Linked DNA regions of Anas platyrhynchos: region 2 is linked to region 1. A link is a contact called in public Hi-C data. All regions are on one chromosome and are shown on one strand. The core of a region is the stretch at or near the end of the contact, and the rest is flanking DNA. Distances in the headings are between cores, read along the strand shown. Region 1 holds the start of PTP4A2 (protein tyrosine phosphatase 4A2). Region 2 overlaps ADGRB2 (adhesion G protein-coupled receptor B2).

What was found. Hi-C and Micro-C count contacts between places; a contact is called where the count stands out from the background.
Region 2: a Hi-C map of F5 follicle shows a contact between it and region 1, with 2.7 times the contacts expected there. The contact joins the enhancer-like site here to the promoter of PTP4A2 in region 1. A contact is called at or near these places in 3 of 8 Hi-C or Micro-C datasets (F1 follicle, F5 follicle and subcutaneous adipose tissue).

What each region holds. Positions count from the first base shown.
Region 1 is chr24:1,230,846-1,237,953 of IASCAAS_PekinDuck_T2T, forward strand. It overlaps PTP4A2 (protein tyrosine phosphatase 4A2), which reads left to right and starts at 4,136. Exons shown (of 7, transcript XM_038167339.2): 1 at 4,136-4,179; 2 at 4,745-4,818. KHDRBS1 (KH RNA binding domain containing, signal transduction associated 1) reads right to left here and starts at 3,844. Exons shown (of 11, transcript XM_072027499.1): 1 at 3,300-3,844. The coding sequence starts at 3,702.
Region 2 is chr24:1,272,285-1,279,359 of IASCAAS_PekinDuck_T2T, forward strand. The region is part of intron 1 of ADGRB2 (adhesion G protein-coupled receptor B2); the gene reads left to right. Among named protein-coding and RNA genes, the nearest start is that of ADGRB2, 15 kb to the left of the region's middle. Within about 2 kb of position 1,522, at least 2 of the 8 cell types and tissues checked have an H3K27ac peak or open chromatin away from gene starts, as enhancers often do. A contact at or near this core is called in F1 follicle and F5 follicle, where this site is marked.

The DNA.
Region 1 (7,108 bases), core at 2,886-5,385:
ATACACAGGTTTTAAAATTTTAGCAATGAAAACACGTCAGGGAACCAAGCTTTGGAATCTAAGGATTGCACTGGCGGCCTCGTCATTGATTAAGTGCAGCTTTCGATCCTGTAATAGAAATGAGATCACCTCTCCAATACCATGGCTCTCCAAAAGCAGTATTTGTGGAAAATCACCCTGCGTGTTAACACCAAGCACTTCCTATGCACACACCAAGAATAAAAGCACCTTTCAACGACCTCGCAGGAACCCAGCGGGATCAGACGTCAGCCCCTGACACCAGCGAATCCCAATTCACAACAGCCACACAGCAAACCCCATTCTGCCTCGTGCAAGAGCAGCAGCAACATCTGGGACAAACCCTTAAACATCTGCTGAGAAGCATCAGATCCACCAGCGCTAACTCTTCAAGGGAAACCCAAAATATGAGGGATTAAAAAAAAAAATCCTGGCCCAGAGGAATTGCTCCTGGAGCTCTCGGTCAGCACCGGACCTGGCACCTCCGAACGTGCTCCAAAGCTGCCAGCAGGGACCAAAGACACACACAAGGTGTTCTGTGTGTTGCTCCAGCATCACCCAAACGCATCCTGGCACGAGCTGCGCGGCACGGAGCAGTGCTGGAGGAACTGAGCCCAAGGAGGAGCGTACGTACGCCTCGAGGGGTTAAGCACGCCGGATTGTGGTGCTGGTTTTAGGAAGCCGGGTGAGAGGCGCAGCAGAAGGTTACCTTCTGGCCACGGGGAATGTCAGCAGGCTGGCGGCATGCGTGGCAGTGGTTCCCAGGCCTTCGTTGGGGGCAGTGATTGCATTGTCTTGGTAGAAATCCTAAGGGGTAGGTAAAGGGGGTTGGTAACGCCGCTGCTGCGCAAGGAGGAGGCTGAGCAGCCGCAGCGCTCCTCCTGCTCTCAGCCCAAACGTTCTCAGCTCTGCCCCGCGGCACAACGGGGCTCTGCGAGCAGGGACAGCTCCTGTCCAGCCCTAACGCTGAGGGCATCACCTTCACGGCGTGGTTGTGCTGACCCCACGGCCCCAAAGGAAAGAAAATGAAGAGTTTTGGGGTGGGAGCCTCTGGAAGAGGGCAGGGCCCCACCTCTACGCTGCGGCTTCCTAGCGGGTCTGATCTCCCAGGGCCGGGCAGCACAGGGAGAAGGGGCACGGGGAGGAGAAACACCGAAGTGTGAGGCAGGAGGAGAGCTGGGAGAGATGGCACAGGCAGCGAGGCTCCCGAGGAGGCAGAATCCCAGCAGTGGCAGCACCCAGCAGGGCTCAGCAGGAAACGAGGCACATGGCTCAGCTCAGGACATCGGGCACGGGTCTAAGGCAGCACTCACAGCTCCTCGGGGGGCTGGGTGTACACTTGGAAACACAGAGATTGATAAAATCATCTCCATCCCCAACTGCATGCGGAAAGAGCCCTGCCCAGCTGCCTGCTGGGGGTTTTGTACAGCTCCTCACTGCCTCGTGGCCTCAGCCCACCTCTAAATCCTCCTGCTGGGTCCTTGGCAGCACGGCCACTGCCCGCCCGGCCCGTGCAGCATCTTCTCCTGCTAGGAAGAGATGAAATGAAGCTGGCACGAGGCAGGCAGGCAGCAGGGGGTCCTGCTGAGGGCTCCTGGCGCTGCTCCTGCTCTGCTACGCGTTGATTAACACGAGAACCCAGTTTTACAACTCCAGAAGTGTTTCAGCCTGCTTTCAGACGCTGTTTTTACACGGCAAGGCTCGGTGTCAGCGCAGACCCGCGGGGTTCTCCCTCCCGAGAGCAGGCAGCACCAGCAGCCTGCCTTCCTGAGAAGGGGCTGGGGCAGGAGGGTGGCTGTCAGTCAGCAACCAGCCTTTTTTTTGGGTGTGTTTGTCTGAAAATCACTTTGCTCAAGTTGTGCTACACGTATGCGCTACAAGCTCTGGCCCAGACCTAAATTCCAGAGCAGCTCCTCCAGCAGGACAGCCCCAGAGGCTGCCACGGCAGTAGAGGAATTGTGAGCAACCCAGGGAGCAGCCGGCCCTCTGCACAACGAGGCACTTGCCTAAAAGCTCGGGTTTATTTCAGCTTTTCTTCCACCAGCTTCTCACTCCAATTGCCCTGAATGCAGACTGCTGCTGGATGCTCCTAAAGGCCAGCAATATCCAAACACCCAAAGCAGGCAGGAAGCATCTGGGGCTCTTCCAGTGCTCGATGTTAAGTCTCACAAGGCAGCAGTCTGCTCTCAGTAAATTTTAAATTAATGAAAACCCCCTCGTAAATCCTGGTTACACCTCTCTCTGAGGGAAGCTTTGCTACGGGGCCGAGCGCTGCTCTTTGTGCAGGAATCAGCAAACCCCTCCGGCTGTGCTGGGGGCATTATCACTGAGCATCAGCTGGCAGAGGGGGTTTATTAATGAAAAACCTTAAATTGACGGCAAATCAGCTTACAGGACTGCTGGGTTTAGATCGAGATGTCCACAATCGATGCCAGGTTCCCCATGCCGAGGCACCTTGGTTACTTGCACAAAGGGAGGGGGCACTTCTGAGGAATTATTCCCCATGCCACAGGAGGAGCTAGGAAAGCCCCTCGTGCTGCGATGACTACGGCAGCATCCAACGTTTTAAAGCCCTGAACGAGCCCATTCCAAAGCAGAACGATAAACACCGGGGAGCTGAGCATCTGCAGGCTGAACCTGCATCTGTCCTCGTGCCGGTGCCTCCCAGCACACGGTAAGCACCGAGTGGCACCGAATGCTGGCACCGGTTCCCCTTTTTAAGCCGTCTGCGGGGTCTGGAGGCAGCTGAGCCTACCCGATAGGGCCGCCGAGTGCGGGAGCAGCAGCTGCACCGTGCAGATAGGCAGAAATCCGAGCCGGCAGGCGATTGGACAGCGACGGGGAAGGAGAAGGCGAAGGCTGGTCTGGGCGCAGAACAAAGGCTGCCATTGCCAGCCCCTAACCCGGCTCATGGCGAGCACGAAACGAGCCCTAACCCACAGCACCCGAGGGGAAAATCAGAGTTGCTCGCACCCCGCAGGGCCTCAGGCAGCGGCTCCGGGCAGATCCCCGCTGTCCCCATCCTCCTGGGACCCCTCTCCCCCCGGGTGGAAGCGAAGGGCCGGCCCCGCCGCGCTCCGAACCCCCCCTCATCCCCCCCCACCGGCTCCGGGGGCTCGACCCACCCCGGTGAACCGGGGGCTGCCCCTCAGCACCGGGCTGCTCCAACCCATGCCTCGGGGGGGCTGCACAACGGCCCCGCCGCCCCCCCCCCCGGGACCTGCCCGGCCTCCCCCCCCCCCTCTCCCGTTCATTGCCGGGGGTCCCGGCCGGCCCGGTACCTGCGGTGAGGAGCTGCATGGCGTGCGTGAAGGACGGGTCGAGGCTGTCCTTCTCGGCCATCAGCTCGGGCAGGTATTTGTTCTCGGGCTCCAGCTTCCCGCCGGAACCGGGCAGCAGCGGGGTGGGGGCACCGGCACCGGAGGAGGAAGAGGAGGATGAGGAGGAGGCGGCGGTGGTGGTGGTGGAGGAAGCAGCAGCGGGGCCCTGAGCGGCCGAGGCCGTGCCCGCAGCGCTGGGCGGGAGCAGCGGCGGCGGCGGCTGCGCCCCGGAGCCGGCCCCGCGGCCTCCCCCTCCCCGGGGCGGCCGCCGCGGTGGGGCTGAGCCTTGCCGGGCTCCTCCGCCGCCTCCACCGGGCCCCGGGCCCCGGCCCATGCGGGCGGCGGGGTCGTCGCGGCGCTGCATAGGGGAGGGGAGGGGGGGGGCGGGGTCGAGCCAACCGAACCGGGCCGGGCCGGGCCGGGCCGGGCCGAGCGGAGCGGCGCTGCCACACCGTCCGCCGCGGCGCCACGGCCGGAAGTGAGCGACCGGAAGTTCCGCCCCCTCGGTTAACCCCCCCACACGGCTCCCGCGCGACCACCCCGCGCGCCTCCGCGCCTGCGCAGAGCGCCGGCCTCGCGGCGCGGCCTCGCCCCGCCCCTCACGGAGCGCGCATGCGCAGTGCAGGACCGTCAGAGGGGGGGAAGAGCTGCGCGCGGGGAAGCGCCCTCGGCCTCGACTGCGCATGCGCAGCGTTGGCGGCGCGACATTGGTTGCGGGGCGGCGCGAGAATGGTCCCCCGAGGCCTCAGTGCGCGTGCGCACAGGAGGTGGTGCCCGGGGGGGGAGGGGGAAGCGGCTGCGCGCATGCGCATTTGGCTGCCCGCGCGGGGACGGCGTTGAGGTGCGAGGCAGCGGGGCCGGGCCCTGAGGGGGGTTGAGGGGCTCTGAGGGGGGCCTTAGGGGCTCTTAGGGGCTCTTAGGGGGCTCTGGAGGCCTCTGAGGGGGCCTGAGGGCCTTTGAAGGGCCCCTGTGAGGCTCTGGGGGTCTTTGAGGGGGCTCTGAGGGCCTCTGAAGGGCCTCTGGAGGCCTCTGGGGGGGCTCTGATGGGCCTGGGGGGTCTGAGGGGGCTCTTAGGGGCCTCTGAGGGGCTCCTAGGGGACTCTGAGGGGGCTCTCAGCGGCCTGAGAGGGCTCTTGGGGGGCTCTGAGGGGCCCTGGTCGTTTTCCCACTGCGGGTGCCCGCTCCCACACAGTGTGCGTCTGGGGGGGGTTCCGTTACTATGGTTTTTGGAGGGACCGAGTGTTCAGGGAGAGGGCAGGGCGCGCCTCGGTGCTATCGGATGCAGCCCTTCTCGATGGCTTTATGTTCATGACCCAAAAAGATGGACTTTATAGCTGGTAAAACCACACATCTTTCATCCCCTTAAGGACACGAATCTCATCTGGTCTTTCCGTGTCTCGTCACAGGGCCCAGTTTGCAGCAGCCGCTTGTGTGGGGCTGGAGTCGATGTGCGTGGACAAACGGCCTCCGTCGGCAGCAGGTAACGGCGCGCCTGGGCCCTGCACTGCCCTCTCCCCTCCTGGGTGCTGGTTCTAAGAAGAACCTGCTCACAGCCTTCACTTGGCATCAGTGCCTGGGCGCTTTGGTGCCCGTAAAGCCTTGCCTCGAAGGGAGCTCCTGGTGTTGCATGGCTCCCTGATACGTGTGCCTCCCCCGTCAGGGCCTTCCTTGCTCGCACGCTTTCTCTTCTTTCACCCCAGTTTTATATCTTCAGTGTAATTTTTGGATACGTTTCACTGAGATTCGCTTTCCTTGCCTGTCCTTACAGCTGCATTACTTGTAAATGCCGTGGTGCCTTCCTGAAGCCAGGCGGTGCTAGCTCTGCTCTTGGAAACGCTGTCCTTGCCCCAGGGTTTCCACCTGCTGCCTCGTGCTGAGCACTCACAACTCTCCCCTTGCTGCAGCCAGCCCCTCTGCTGTGCTTGTGCTGCTGTGGGGGATGGCAGCCATCAGCCATTTGATCTGGACTCATCCCTCACAAAAATTTCAGCCTAAAGAGATGCGTGCAGCTCTTCTAGAGTTTAATTTCTAGAGGAAGGTTGCCCGATGGGGCCCTGGTCTGGAAGTTTGGAAATCTGGGACCAGTTTCCAACTCCTTGCAGGCTTTTTGAGTGGAGCTGGACACTTAACTGGTCAGTTCCCCAGCTGTAAATTGAGCTACTTCTACTTCATTTGTCCTCAGCCTGATCTGCTGGGGTACAAAGGGGCTGAGGTGTGTCTGTTACAACCTTGTGGAGCCCCCAGAGCGAGCAGCACAGCCCTGAGCTCAGCCAGAGCCTCCAGCAGCCACTGAAAAAAAGAGTCCCAGGGTGTTAAAATGGACGCGGTGCCCTCCGGGACGGGGCAGGGCGAGAGGCAGGAGCCGGCCGGGCAGCGCCTTTGTTGTGAAGGGGCCCGCTGGGCCGGGGCACCGGGCGCTATGCAAATGGGAGTGCGTCAGCGGCCCCGCCGGCCCGAGGGGCCCCGCCGAGGGCTTCCTGCGGGCGCGGAGGACACAGAGGCTGCCTTGTTCCTGCCCCCTCCCTCGGCCGGAGCGGCGGCGATGCCGGTGGGGACGGCCCGCCCGCCCTGCCCCCGGGCTCAGCTCCGGTAATTTGGGCTGGGAAGGCGGCGGCAGGCAGCGGCTCCCGATGAAGGTACTCCTCGCGGTATTAACGGGCGAGCACAGCCCCACCGGGGCCGAGCGCTTCTCCCCCTCGGGAGCCCGGAGCGGTGTCCGGCTGCCCTCTAGCGGACCCCGGCCCGGCGGCGGCTCCACCCGGGGGGGGGGCAGAGGAACCGAACGGCGCCGGGGCGAGCCCAGCGGGGCCGTGCCGCTCCCGGGGGCGGCTCCGCCTCGGTTCCACCGGGCTGCACTCAACGGGCAACGGGGCCGGGTGGGAGGAGGGGGCTGGAGCCGGGGGCCCGGAGCCGCGCTGTGCCCGGTGGGGCCGCCTGGGGGCCGGTACAGCCCGGTATGGCCCGGTACGGCCCCGTACAGCCCGGTTGTAGCCCGGTACGGCCCGGTTGTAGCCCGGTACCGCAGCCCAGGTCGCCTCCTTCAGCCCCCGAGCGCCACATGGCCGAGCCGAGGAGCTCCGCGTCCCCTTCTCCCCCCCGCCCCACGCTCCCGTGCCGGCCGCTCGCCGTTTTGAGGCGGTTTCGGGCTTTTTCCCCCCTTGCCCCTTTTTTCTCAATGGGAGCGGCCGCGCCCGCCAGGCGGAAGGCGTGGGAACGGCGGGGCGGGCCGAACCACCGGGCGGGGGGTTGTTGGGGGGGAGCGGGCCGTACCAACTCCTCCCCGCGCGGGGGGGGGAGGTGCTGGCGTGGAAGGGCCGGCGCGCACGTGGGGCCGGAGGGCGACTCCAAGTGCGGCGGAAGGGGAGGGCCGGGACCCAGCGTCTCCCCCCCCAGCGCTGCCTTGGATGGGCTGGGCCGGCGCTCAGAGGGGCGGGGCGGGCCGTACCACCGCGCTGGGGATAGGGGGGGGACAGCAGCGCGGTGATGGCGGCGGGAGGGCGGCAGCGGCTCCGTACAGCCCGGAGGAGGCCCCGCGCTTGGCTCCGCGCCTCCAGCCCGGTGAGCGGCGGCGGGGCCCGGCACCTCCTCCCCGCGCTGCTGTCCTCACCCCCGTATTTCGGGAACACCCCCGCGGTGGCTAGAGATGGTCTCTCCCAACGCGCAGAGCCGGGGCGGGCGGACCGTACCACAGGGCATTGAGGGGGGAGGACGAGGAGGAGGAGGAGGAGGCTGGAGCGTACCACGCGGCGCGGGGGGGCGCGGCCTGTGCT
Region 2 (7,075 bases), core at 272-2,771, 39 kb after region 1:
GACGCTTTCTGGTGCAGCAGGCAGGGCAGAACGGGGTGGCTGCATTTATTCGGGACCCCCACAGGGGGTCCCTTTGCAGTGTAATTAGGGCACCCCGAGGTGCTGGGGGAACCCCTCCATGGGGCCGTGCAGCCCCAGCAGCTCAACCTGCCTCGTGCCTCTGGCCGCTCTTACGCAACGCGAGGTTTCCCTGCGCCTGGAATTCTCCTCCGACAGCCTCATAATTTAGCAGAGTGATGTTTTGTTTTTTTTTTTTTTTTTTCCTATGCCTTTCCCCAAGCTGTCATCATCCCGGGAGAGCCAGCTTTGAAGGCAGCGTCGAGGTAACCGCGGGTCGGCCGCTCGTTAGGTGCAGCGCTCCGCTGGGGCCGAGAGCGTGAGCCAGGATGAGGCACGAAGCGTTAATTCCTGACCCTGCCAGCTCACTAAAAACAACAAGCACGGCCTGGGTAGCCAGGTGAGGCTCTCGTTCCTCCTGTTTACAGCGAGTGCCTTCATTAAACAGCCCCCTCGTGCGCCACGGGGCCGTTTGTGCCGCTAATGAGAGGGCGGCGTGGTTTGCGTGGGAGCTGCCCGGCTGCTCCCCCTGTGCTGGGAAGGATTTCAGGCCAAAAATGATTTTCTGCTGCCGGCCACATCGATGTGGGGGGATAAAAAAGGTTTGGGGAAGGTGGAGAGAGATTTTTAATTGGATGCTCACGCTCAGAAATGTCTCTGGTAACAGATCTGAAGAGCGCTCTGGCCTCGTGCTCCCGCTCAGAGGATGTTTGGTGCTCAGAGGATGTTTGGAGCTCAGAGGATGTTCGTTTTCCTCTCGTTACTGGGAAGAGGAGCTGAGGTCGTGGGGTTTACCTTTTGTCGGAGCACGGTGAGGGCGTGCAGAGGAGGTGTCCTCAAAGGCAGCAGCAGTGCCCGGCCGTAGCTGCGGCTCTCTGCAGAACAAAGTCGTGTCGAGTCGCGTGCTCGGCGAGGGAAGGTGCAGGGAGGCAGAGCAGCTCGCGGGCGATAATCATGGGGACCGTGCTGGTGGCTGGCATGAAAGCTGTGTGATTGCTGAGCACAGCCTCGCAGGCAGCCAGCAGCCTGGTGGGTGATGGCTGTGCTGCAGGAGAGCTGCTCCGAGCGAGCTCCTAGGCATCGGCCGGCTCCAGGAGGGCGTTGCTGTACCTGGAGCTCCTTCAGATCCTCTGCTCGCCTCTCCCCAGGGGCTCAAAAACCTGTGGGCTCCGTCTGTGCCACCCCAGTGGGGGCCCTGGTGGGACCTCGTGGGCTGGGCACCTCCTCCCTCGCCCCTCCTGCTCGGAGGGGCTGTAAAAAGGCTCCCGGCAGCCAGGTTGTGAACGTTTCACATCCAAGCGTTGGTTTCTGCTCCGAGAAATGCGAAGCATGTGCCCCAGCCCGCAGGAAGGCCACTTAATAAATGTTAGAAGTAAATAATAGAGATTAATAGCAATAACACGTCGCAAACATAGGCCTTGAGTAAATCCGAAGGTTAACAAACAAATAATAGTGATAATCTTGTGTGGTTTTTACTCCCTTGGCTTTAAAGGCGGACTTTGAAGAGGTTTCTCTGGAGCTGGCTTTGCCGTGTGGGCGCAGCCAGGAGGCTCGTGCTCGTGTGCTGGAGGCTCCCATCGGAGGGAGCTGTGATGGAGCAGGAGGTGACAAGAGCACAGGAGGTGACCGGAGCGCAGGAGGTGACCAGAGCTCACATACCACCTGGGGACATGACCGGTGGCCAACCCACGCTGGGACTTTCGGAGCCTGCAGCTGCAGATCCTGGAGAGGGGCTGGCGCTGAGTTTGCAGCATCTGTCGGTAAAACCCACCGTGCACATCAGGGGCTGAGCCTGCCCCTGCTTCCGAGCTCCGGCAGTAAAATCCCTCTGGTGCTCTTGGAGCAGCGAAGGGCGTTTGGCATCGGCCGGGGGAAGGCAGGGTGAGGCCGCCTGAGTGCTCGGGAAGGGGCTGTGCTTCGTTCCCGGCCTTCCCAAGCAGCAGCTCTTGCCACCGACCACAAGGGCTGCAAATTGCTGCTCAGCCCCAGCAGCGGCGCCTTATTTTTAGCTGTGGTCAGCCTCGAGTCGCAGCCGAGCCGGGGCGATGTGTGCGCTCAGAATTGGCTCCATCTGCTCATTTAGAGCCAGTTCCACAATGAGCGATCACTTGGGGAGGGAAAAAACGATCTCTGACCAGAGCGATGGGCTCGTAACTCCCCTGGATTTGGTGATACAGGAGGAGAAACCCTAAGAACAGGAGCTGCTCTCCAAGCAGAGGCTGCAGCATCGGGCACAGGATGGCCCCTGCCTGGCACAGCCCCCGTGCCGTGCCGTGGGGAGCTCCTGGTGACCCGGGCTGGCTCCTTGTGTTGCTGAACCCCTGCCTCTGCCAGCTCGGGATGGATAAAAGCTCAGCCCTGGCATTGTCCTAGCACCAGGCAGGGCTTGGAGCACGCCAGGGGTGGCCAAAACAGGGAATCGATGGCGAGCTGGGATGGGGAGCGGCGCCGTGGCCGCCTGGTGCAGGATGTGCTCGGGTCACTCTGCTTTTGGCAGCGAAGCTCTGAGCGGTCCCCCAGGAGGCCAGGAAAATCCGGTGCACTTAACGAGGTGCAGCCTGCAGCTTTCCTGCAAAGGCACCTCCTGTACCCATTTGGCCACGAGAGGAAGGGGTTGCAGTCCTAATTGCAGCTGGCACGGGCACAGGGTGAAGGCTCGGGCTTTTAGCAGGGTTTTTTTGCTGATGGTTTTAGCGCAGAGGCAGCAGAGCAGGGTTTTTTGGGTTTTGCTGAGCTCGGTGGTACCACGCAGCCCCGCAGGGCTGAGCTCTGCCACCGGGCACACTCTGCTGCCCTTCGTCGCGCTCAGGGTTGCATTTTGGTGAAAGGTTTGGGGGGGTGGAAAAAAAGGCAGGGCTCCCCGGGTGCTCCTGGGCACCCCAAAACCACTCCGGTGCTGGGGGGGCCGTGGCGCAGGGTGCTGGGGGTGCCCAGGGCTGCAGCAACCCCGTGTTTGAGCCCCCAAAAAAGTGCTGCTGGCGCCCAGCTGGCCTCTACCTGTCCCTCCTCGGCCACCTTCAGCACCAGCACCCCCCAACCAAGAAAATGCTCCCATTGCAGGCAGGGTGCCCCCATCCCAGCCTCTCCTGAGCACCCCAAAAGGTTGCCAGGGACCCCAAGTGGGGGGTGGCAGCTCCTGGGCACTGGAGGCTGTGGTGATGGGGAGATCCGTGCCCGAGTGGTGGGGGACAAGGGTGGGGGGACCCCAAGGAGTCTGTGGCTGGTCACAGCGGTGGCCCCGTGCCACCAGCCCTGGGAACGGCAGCATTTTGCTGCCCTCTAGTGAGGCCCGGCCACCGGGCTCCCTCTGGGGTCCCCATGGCACCACCACGTCCCCTTGGGGACCCTTGGGGCAGGGGCACGGCCTTTGGGGTCTCCAGGCACGACCCCGTGGGGTGGTGACCCTTGTGGTTTGGTGGTGGGCTTGCTGCCCGTGTCCTCTGCAGGGCAAAAAGCCCCCAAAGCAGGTTTTTTTTCCCCATTTCCTACAACCCCATGGGATCCATCCTGCCCCTGGGGCTGTGGGGTTTGTCCCCAGGTTTCCATCCCCTTCCCCCGGTACCAGCCCTTAACGCCCAGGAGCCGTTTGCTCTGAGTCCTGCCCGGCCAGCTGGTGCTGTGTGTAAATAATACAAATTAATTAGAAGGGAAATCAAAACGAAGCACATTCATAATGAGGCAATCCGCAGGCCCCTGTTGTAATTAATTAGGTTAATAGGGGTGCCTGCACCGTGCAAGCGCTGCGCTGCCCTGCAGAAGGCTCTCGGGGGGGCTCGGGGGAGCGTGGCTGAGCACCGCTGCCCTGTGCCGTGCTCCCCCTGAGCTGTGCTGGGCTTCACGTCGCCAAATCTGGTGCACTTCAGCTCGGGCTGCGTGCGTTTTTTCCTCCTTTTTCCCCTTTTTCCACCCGTGCAGGTGGCAGGGAGCTCAGGCTGGGGTTTGGGGTTTCTCCTGGTGCTCCGCAGCAGCCTGCGGGGTGGGAGAGGAGCGGGCACGGCTCCTGCCTGGTGGGGAGAGCCTGGGCAGCTCCCGTTCTGCTAGGGGAGAAATTCGCCTGTCCTCCACGGGCTGCAGGAGGCTGTCACTGTCCCTGTCACCTGCAGGGCTCCCGGATTTTTTGGGTTTTGGGGGAGCACAGCGGGGGCTGCGGCACGGCCTGGTGGCGCTGGGCACCTGCTCCTCCCTCTCTTCGGCTTCCTCTGCCTTCCAAGTGATCATCAGGTATTCAGAGAGCTGGGAGCGGAGTAAGCCCTGGGGACACCTTGAATTAAAGGGTAATTGTTCCATATTTCTCGGCTAACTCTAAGTAAAATAATAAAAATAACCCCCAGCAAACCCAGCCTTCTGCACCTGCCTGCCAGGAGATTTCAGCACGGGGACTTTATAGTCCAAAACACCATAAAACGGAGCCTAAATTACCTAGCTCTCATTTGAAACAATTACAGGTTTTATCTATGGATATTAAAGGAGATGATTGTTCAGCGTAGTTAAAAAAAAAAAAAAAATCTCCTTTTTCCTTCTTTTGTAATTTAATCTTTATGGACCTGGGGGGAGCGGCGTGCCGCTGCCCTGCCGGCCACGCAGCGACGAGGAGGATTTGGGGAGGGGAAGGGGGGGCTCAGGCTGGGAATGTGCCAGGTGAGAGGCAGACGGGGCTGTGCCCTTGCTCCCCTCAATCTCTGGGCTGCATCACCCCAGGAATTGGCACGTGCACCCCCGGAGAGCGTGCCAGGATAAGGCTTAATTCCGCTGAAATTGGGGCACCTCCGGGGAGGCTGCTCTGGGGCTTGGCGCAGGGCTCCGGGGCGCATCCTGCCCCTGCCCCCTGCTTCCAGGCGTTGGATCCGCTGGGGGATCCCAGCCCCGTTGTCCTGGGGGAGAGGGGAGCCAGGACAAAGCCTGTGGGGTCGGGGTGAGCCTGGCACGGCCGCCCCGGCTGCGTCCCTGCCGAGGCCGCCCCGGCCCCGCGGTGCCGCGGCTCTAATCCCAGGTAATTGGATTTACGGGGAGCGCTGTATCCAATTACAGACTCCTAATTAACGGACCAAAGTTACAAGTGCGATGTGTCTTGCTTTCAGCAATTATGATTAATTTTGCCAGAATACACACGCAGACGTTGATTACAGGATCCGCGGGCAAACAGGAGCGGAATGCTGATAATTGAGCCGTCAGCGCGGGCGCCTCGCGGCTCACAAGGGGCCATGGGGAGCAGGGGGACCACGGGGCAGAGCCGGGTCCCCAGTGGGTTCCTTGGCTCCCTGGGGTGACAGCACGTTCCTGCTGACCCCAGGAGGGGATCTGGGGCTGTCCCCTTGGAGCGGGGCTGACCTGGAGCTCTGGGATTCCCGGAGATGCCCTGGCACGTCCCGATGCGTCGACACGCTGGCTGTGGGGACCAGGAGCTGCATCCCCCCTTGGTGCAAAATAAACACCACCCGCCGTCCTAAAGCTACAAGAACTTGAGAAATCTGAGCTGCTGCAGTGCTCGGGTGGGCTCCTGGTGCCTGTCCCGCAGGAAGGGGCAGCCTGGGCCCCTTGCGCCCCATCCGGGAGCGTTTGGTGCTGGCCGTGCCTTATCGTCCCCTCGCTATCATCTTGTTCCCAGCCTGCTGCGAGTCCCTGGCTCAGGACATTAATCCTGCGCAAGCCAGAGGCTTATCCAAATAGGGAATCTTCCTCGGTGATTTTTAAACAAAACTTGATAAATCCTTTGCAAAAGAAAAAGGGCTTTCATCTCCAAAGGGCCCATCTTGGGGCTGATGAGCGATAAGCGCTCCGGCGCTGCACATCTTCATTTCCTTCACGTTTTCTCCCCGGGTGCCCGAGCTGAACACATTTACTCGGTGCTCTGTTCTCACCATATTTCTCCTGCTGTTGCTGCTCGGCAGGGAGATCCCTGGCTGCGGGGTGCTGTGCCCAGGCCGTGGTGCTGCTTTCGCTGCGCCTTGCAGCTGGGTTTTGGTGCTTGGGGACGTGCCGAGGAGCGGGGGGGCCCCACGGCTGCTGCCTTGCTTTATCCAAGAGTTTGTTCTTGCCCAGGCTCTGGCCAAGCTCCGGGAGCAGTTTCCACCCTTGCTCACGGCCACACAACCGGCCTCCACCTCCCCTGTCCTTCCTCGCCTCCCTCCTCTTCCTCGCCTCCCTCCAAGTCCCAGCTCCTTTGACGCTCGCCTGGGCTTTGATCTCCTCCGGAAAGCCCCTTCCCCACGCAGAGCCGACCGCAGGGCCTCGGCGGAGACTTATTAAAATAGATGAAGAGCTGCCTTTGATCGGCCGCGGTGCTCCGAAGACCTTTCCCCACTGCGAGGCTTCAAGCGAAGCCGTCTGCCTTTCATCCCCGCGCCGGCGCGGAGCTGCAGCTCGCCTCCAGGACACGGGAGGCACGAGGGACACGGGGTCCTGGCCCGTCAGCAGCCCCCTGGGGCTGGGATGAGGGCTGGGGCTCCGCACCGGCACGGCCGGGGTGCTGGGGTGCTGGTGGGGACAGCAGGGTGCAGGGATGCGCCGGGGAGGAGCGTTGCTGAAACTCTGGGGAAGGCAGAAAGGGAACAGGAAGGTGAAGATAAAAACGATGCTGGGAAAAAAGAGAGAGGGTTACTGAGAGAGGAGGAACAAGGGGAGCTGCCCCCCTGGGCAAAGAGCTGGTGAGACCTTTAAAATGACGTGTGTGGATTTGAGAAAATGGGAATAATTAATTCCTCCTCCCCGCCTGGTTTGGGTTCTGTGCGCTCGCTGCTGCTCTGAGGTGCTTTGGGCGCTGAGCTGCTGCTGCATGGAGCTGATAACGGGGGGGCTCTGCAGTGCGTGGGGGCACGGGGGTGTCCTGGGAGTGTCCTGGGGGTGTCCTGGGGTGAGCAGCCCCACTCAGAGCCTGCTGTACCCCCACAGCTCAGGGGATGATGGAAAGGAGACACCGGGACCATGGGGATGTTGGGGACCAGGAGCCAGCGCGGTCCGTGGGGAGCGGGGAGGCCGTGTGCCAGGGCTCCCTGGGCAAATATTTGCTCAGGCTGTTAAA